Regions from separate parts of the Zea mays genome. Here region 1 is linked to region 2. The links are chromatin contacts, called in public Hi-C maps. All regions are on one chromosome and are shown on one strand. Each heading gives the region's core, a stretch centred on a gene start, on an enhancer-like site or on the middle of the called end of the contact. The rest is flanking DNA. Distances are from core to core; before and after follow the strand shown. Region 1 holds the start of LOC103627192 (ankyrin repeat domain-containing protein 50). Region 2 holds the start of LOC103627183 (leucine aminopeptidase 2, chloroplastic).

Region 1 (3,372 bases), core at 408-2,907, 280 kb after region 2:
TTGATTGTGATGGAATTTCAATGTAAAACCAAAGTCATCAGTTATCCTATGAAATTATATTTACTTCCACAGGTGGATCATCAAGAATGGAGTCTGTATTTCCGGGTGTCCACTTTCCTTTAGGTTAGTCCTAGATTCTGAGATGGGCTCAAACTTGATACAGACTTAGCCTCCAACTTGGCTTAGACACCCTTGTTGGGATCCAAAGGTGGGGACCAAGGATGAGGAGATACAAAGGCTTCTTTGGTGTGTTCAACATCTCATTAGGGTTTGCTCTAACTCGATTCATGTTCCCAAGGGTGAATATCATGCTCACAACAACGACACAACTCTTGGAAAAAACAACTACATCGATAACTAGGAGTGACACTACTCTTGGAGTAGTACCTTACAAAGATGATACTCCTTGTTCTCTTTTATCTTTCTTACTGGGAGTGATATTTAACTTGCTACAGAGACATCCTTACTAATAGAGTGTGCCTCCAACTACGTGGAGGAGCTAGTGCTCCAATCTCTTACCTTTATAGCGGTTCCTATACTCAAATTCAAAATATAAAAGAATTGAAACTGTTCTTTTGGAATCGTCACTACACATCTTTGTAAATGGGGGCTCCACAAAATCGTAGCACATCCTCATACTTTTATCACTAGCTTTTGAACTCAAATTTTATTATCAGTACTCTAACGATATGGTCATTATCATCAAAACCCATATTAGAGCTTGATTGCACTTACACCTTTACCCTATACATTCGATTCCATCTCCTTCAGTGGAGATGCTACACAAGCATCAACCTCCATCAAGCCACGTGCAATGAACAAGTCTTCCATGGCTTGATAATCACATAAAAACAATATACTCACTCTACTATATTATAAACTAATCTCTATGTATCTCAACATAAACGCTCATTAATCTACCTAGATTGTCACTCAATTAAAAAACAGAACGGGATTCTTTTAAAAATTGACAAAAAAAAGTTATATAGATTGATACAATGCACATGTTGCGAGGTTAAGACATATGGCTACTACTAACAAAAGTTTTACATCTCTAAATTTATATGGCTTTCTTCAAATTCTATTATAAATTATTTCAAATTTCTAATAGATCCAATAGAGAAGATTTTTCCCACTTATAACCTATAGCGTATGCTTTTTTCGTTCAGAATTCAACGTCCCAGATTTTTTTTAAGAAATATTGGAATTCTGGTTTTTTTTATTGAGAATCCAAACACAAGCGAAAACAACACGGGCGGTTAACATCCTGAGGGTTGATTTGGTGTCCAGAGATCACGAATAGATCTATAGAAAAAAAATCTTCTTTTTATTTAAAATTGAATGACAACGATTTCTCTGTATGGATCTTTCCGTGAAAGCTGATCATCAAATCGGCTCTGAGAAAAAAACCCAACCTTATCCTTTTGTAGGTTCGCTTATCACCGATATTTCCAAGGAAAAATAGCAAGCAAGAGAGAAGCTGGCTTCCGAGATGCCGGTCTACATCATTATCCTGAGCGCGTATTCCTTGGGCCCTTCCCGTCTCTCGTGTCTCACTCGAACTTTCCACCGCCGGACGCCGGTACGTGAACGCCTGCAAGACGCAGAATTTTTCTCTGTCTGTATAAATAAAGTGTAATAACTCGTCAAGGTTTTTTTTTTTACTTTCTGCTAGCGTGCTCCACGTTGCTGTACAAAAACTGATGCCGAATAGCAGGGGGGAAAATGGACAGAAAGCCAGCCGGTAAAAATAGCTTCAGGCAACAGGAGAAGCAGGTGAGCCCAAATCCGTGCCTGCTCTCTTGTTTACTTGCTGTTTTTTTTCTTCTTCTATGGATCTAAACGTTGCTTCCGCTGCAAAACTTGCGCCTGCATTCCTGGCTCTTGCTATGGTGTTTCATAATTTTTTACTAGAGAAAAAAAATGAGAGGTTGGACTGGAATGACCTGGTCCTGGCTGGGCCTTTTGTCCTTCATTCACATTCCCAAACTGCTCCATCACTTTATACCGCCGTCTCATCTCGTGCTCGTGGTGTCCGTGTTCCTCCTCTTGGCGGGGCCGGCCAGAAAAGCTTGCTGGACGGTTGGCTCCGGAAACCGGATGCGTCTCAGGTCAGGCGCCTGATTTTTACTTGGGTTCCCATGGTTCGTTTCCACAGCGCAAACCACCTCCCAGCTTTTAGTCAGTATAGTCTGCTGGAGCCCATGGAGGTGCAGCTGGCGACGGAGCAACCGGGGGACCCGTTCCTGCCGCTGCGGTGGGAGAGCACGGGCGACCAGTGGTGGTACGCCACGCCCATCGACTGGGCGGCGGCCAACGGCCACTACGACCTCGTCCGGGAGCTCCTGCGCCTGGACCCCAACCTCCTCGTCAAGCTCACCTCGCTCCGCCGCATCCGCCGCCTCGAGTCCGTCTGGGACGACGACGCGCGCCTCGACGCCGCCGCCAGGAACCGCGCCGCCGTCGCCCGCCGCCTGCTGCTCGACTGCGAGCCCGATAACGACAAGCAGCCCCCATCCCGCGGAGGCGGAGGCGACGCCGCCAACCGCCTCCTCCGCGCCGGCTACGGCGGATGGCTCCTCTACACGGCGGCCGCGGCCGGGGACGAGAGGTTCGCGCGGGAGCTGCTCGCGGCGCAGCCGCTGCTCGTCTTCGGCGAGGGGGAGTACGGCGTCACCGACATCCTGTACGCCGGCGCGAGGAGCGGACGCCCCGAGGTGTTCCGCCTCCTGTTCGACGCGGTGCTGTCCGCGGCGCCGGCGTGCCCGGTCGGGGGTGACGACGGCGAGTTTAGGCGCGAGATGATGAACCGCGCCGTGCACGCCGCGGCGAGGGGAGGCAGCCTTGCCGTGCTCAGGGACCTCCTGCGCGGCTGCTCCGACGCCGCGGCATACAGGGACGCGCAGGGATCAACGATCTTGCACGCCGCGGCTGCAAAGGGCCAAGTTGAGGTATGTCTTGCAGTTTTTTTCCTTGTCAGCTTTATTCTTTCAAGATGGATGGACGTCGTCATCCGCAGCACCATGCAATGTATGTCCCGTCTGTTTAACATTTTCAGTGCTTGATTTGAAATTATCCGTACGGTTTGATCTATATAGACTAGTAATTCTGTACAAACATATGTTGCCTTTCACTTGCTTCTACTTGCAATATGACTGAACATTTTAGCCAGGTTGTCAGCTTGTTAGAAAAGTTCTATTTTGCATAGTTTAATTGAGTGAACAAAACATGTTGAGCATTAAAGTTGATTCAAGCCAATACTGCTTCTCTGATCTATAATCTAAGAATTGTTCATCCCTGTTTTGTTTGACTTTATTCCCACTTTGGCCCTTAGAGTTGATTCGGTGCACATGCTTGCTTGCCATTGCCAGG
Region 2 (3,108 bases), core at 591-3,090:
ACATGACAGTATCATCTTAATGTGTTGGAGATGGAAGAGCAACTAAGGATAACTTTTAGAATGACAGTTGGATCAACAATGTTTAGTGGAATGCGACCGCTATATTGGTGGGGTCTTTTTTTGAGTCGTGGGTAATAAACTAATACTTGATCATCAAGTAAACTCGTATACACATGTATTTACGAACAACCTACCATGCAAAAAGAGAAAAAAAAATATAAGCAATGAGGTATTTTTTGGTTTTTTGTCATATTAAAGTTGGTACTAGTATAATCAACAATCTTATATCTTATATATTTATTTCCTAATGGATTTTTAATGATTTTCTTTAAGAGAAACATAAAGGATACTTCAGGAAGAAGCAGTAAATATTTCAATAGAAGTCCGCAAACTTTGAGTGGATTGGAAAGAAACTTATCGAGAAATTAATTTATCAGTCACAATATATGTTTAATGTAGATGTCAGCCTAGCAAAATTTAATTTAAACATAGCATCCTGTCATTGGATTTTAAGTCTTTTTTCTGTGCTTAACTCTTGTCTTCCAGGCATTGCTTGATGAGCGCAAAAAAAAAAAAAAACAAGAAGAAGAAAGAAGAGGAAACCAAAGTATTTTATTTAAGAGGCCACTTGCCACAATTGAAGCTTACCTCCTTGGAGACTTCTTCAGCCTCCTTTGAAGATCGAGCATAATTCACCAAGACCTGCAGTTTAAATACAGCTTTCATATTATTCTGATGATAAAACCATTTATCCACTATGCATAATGGTCCATTTAAATTGACAATCTAACAGCTTGGTCTAGCAATGGCCATTGTGGGCTTGAGGTTTGTGCAGAGTTTAAGAGAAGCATACACATTTGATAAACTTCTCTATATTTATAAGCAGATTACTTAAACTTGTAACCTTGCAGCCTGCTTTTCCAAGAGCCAATGCAGTGGCTTTTCCAATCCCCCTGGAAGCACCAGTAACAACAACCACAGGACCTTCCAACTTTGTATCACCTTTTACAATGGCTTGATCAACAGCCGTGACATGAGTTCGTACACCTGTAAATACAAATTATTACTTAGTAAAAAAAGTATTAATTAGTTTATTTGTTGATAATTGAAATGATGTAATGTTCAAACTACAGTGTTTCCTTATGAATAACTAGGCAAGGGCACCATCATACATGCTTTCTTCACACAAGTTACACTGAAAGTTGAGGGAAGCATCCATCACCAAGAGCAGGATCACTAAACCTGTTCTAATTTTCAATACACTGTTCAAAATACCGTGGAATCCTTTTAACAGTAATCGCCAGCAGCTCCCCGACGATGCAGAGCCTAACAACCCACGAAATCAAAGCAAACTACTGCTATGACTCTAGAGATGAGGTCCGCACGCCGTACCGAGGAGGGCGACGGCGCGAGAGCTGCGGTCAGGGCCGGGGCGGAGCGCGGGTGCGAAGCTGACGAGGCCGCGGCGCGCCAGCGATGTGGAGAGGCCCGCCGGGGAGGCGAGCGCGGCGGCGGCGGCTGTGGCAGCGGCCATGAAGGATCGGAGGGCGGCGATGGGCGATGGGGAGGAGTCGGGGAGGGGGAGGGGGAGCCCGCGAGGAAGCCGTTTATAGAGGATGGCGTTGGGGGTTTGGCACGTTTGGTGTGGCTGCCTGCAGTCTGCTTGCTTTGGCAGCTCCGATGGCGACGGATGGCTTCTGGCGGAACGCCACGACGGTGGATGGCAGATCAGGGAAACGGGTGAGAACGGTTGCCTACACGGCTACACGCTACAACTACAACTACAACATACACAAAGCCCTCGCCCGTTCTCCGTTCGAGAGTCCGCAACATCCGTCATCGCGGGCCCCGCCCAAGGTTCAATGAATGAATTAGCCGCCACCGCCATGGCAGGAGATGGAAAATTTATCTCCTGACAACGTTTTTACCCTTTCTATAAAGCCTCGTCCCCGTCTTCTAGCGAGTGAAGTCCACACTCCACAGTGAGCAGCAGGAATTCAGCGCACGCCCTCTCGGCTCTCGCATTCCAAGGGTCCTCGCCACGCTAGCTATCAGTTCAACGCACGCCTCCCACATTCCGGCCGGCACATTTCCTGTTGTCTCCGATGGGTGACGCCGCTACTGCCGCCGCCGCCACTCTCGGCCTGACCTGGCCCAACGCCGCCGTCGAACTGCCTCAGGTGCGCCGCCTGTTTTGTTTCTACTCCAACTACATACGATGCCTTGATTCACCAGGATCGGCCTGTCAATTCCTATATATATGCATCTAGTGGTTTGGTTCGGATTCCCGTACGTGGAAAGCGGAATCGATTCGATCATCCGCCTAGCTAGCACAAGCCATCCGCGACAGTGTTAGTGCTACCGTCGACCGCACGCCGCTCAACCCGCGCGCGCGCTGTTGTCTGTTGTCTCAGATCAGCTTTGCAGCTAAGGACAGCGAATTCTCGGACTGGGACGGCGACATACTCGCGGTCGCCGTGACGGACAAGGACGTGCAGGTGCAGCCCCACGTCTCGGGCTCCGAGTTCGAGAACGCCGTCCTGAGGAGGCTCGACGTCCAGCTCGGCGGCCTCCTGCGGGCCGCGGCGGCAGAGGAGGAGTTCGCCGGCAGGCCCGGGCAGTCGGTGGTTCTCCGCGTGCGGGGGCAGCGGTTCAAGCGGGTGGCTCTCGTCGGTTTCGCCGCCCGCGACCGCGACCGCGACGCCGGGTGCCTGCATGGCCTAGGCGAATCCGTCGCGTCAGTTGCCAGGGCTGCTCGGGCCACCAGCGCCGCCATCCTTGTCGCCGACCCCGCTGTGGTCCGACCGGAGTCCAGGCTGAATGCTGCCGCGGCAATTGCTTCTGGTACTGTAGTACCTCGTGATGCTTTGCTCGCCGGATTAATTGAATTGAATCTGAATTTGAACTGTATATTGCAGGAACTGTGCTTGGACTGTACGAGGACAACAGATACAAGTCCGAGTGGGAAAAGGTGCATCTGAAACAGGTAGACCTGATTGGGCTGGGATCTGGGCCGGAGCTGGACCAGAAACTTCGCCATGCTAACCGTCTTTCGTCAGGGGTCATGCTTGCGAGAGATCTTGTGAACTCTCCTGCCAATGTCCTTAC

Evidence for each region. A called contact is a pair of places that touch in the nucleus more often than the background predicts.
Region 1: a Hi-C map of endosperm shows a contact between it and region 2, with 4 times the contacts expected there. The contact joins the promoter of LOC103627192 here to the promoter of LOC103627183 in region 2. A contact is called at or near these places in 5 of 25 Hi-C or Micro-C datasets (bundle sheath, endosperm, leaf and 1 more).

Annotation. Positions count from the first base shown.
Region 1 is chr5:166,673,604-166,676,975 of Zm-B73-REFERENCE-NAM-5.0, forward strand. It overlaps LOC103627192 (ankyrin repeat domain-containing protein 50), which reads left to right and starts at 1,658. Exons shown (of 5, transcript XM_020538542.2): 1 at 1,658-2,951. The coding sequence starts at 1,833. It also overlaps the pseudogene LOC103627190.
Region 2 is chr5:166,388,964-166,392,071 of Zm-B73-REFERENCE-NAM-5.0, forward strand. It overlaps LOC103627183 (leucine aminopeptidase 2, chloroplastic), which reads left to right and starts at 1,841. Exons shown (of 10, transcript XM_020538538.1): 1 at 1,841-2,180; 2 at 2,415-2,844; 3 at 2,919-3,108. The coding sequence starts at 2,106. LOC100274506 reads right to left here and starts at 1,579. Exons shown (of 11, transcript NM_001360603.1): 1 at 1,393-1,579; 2 at 905-1,047; 3 at 649-702. The coding sequence starts at 1,534.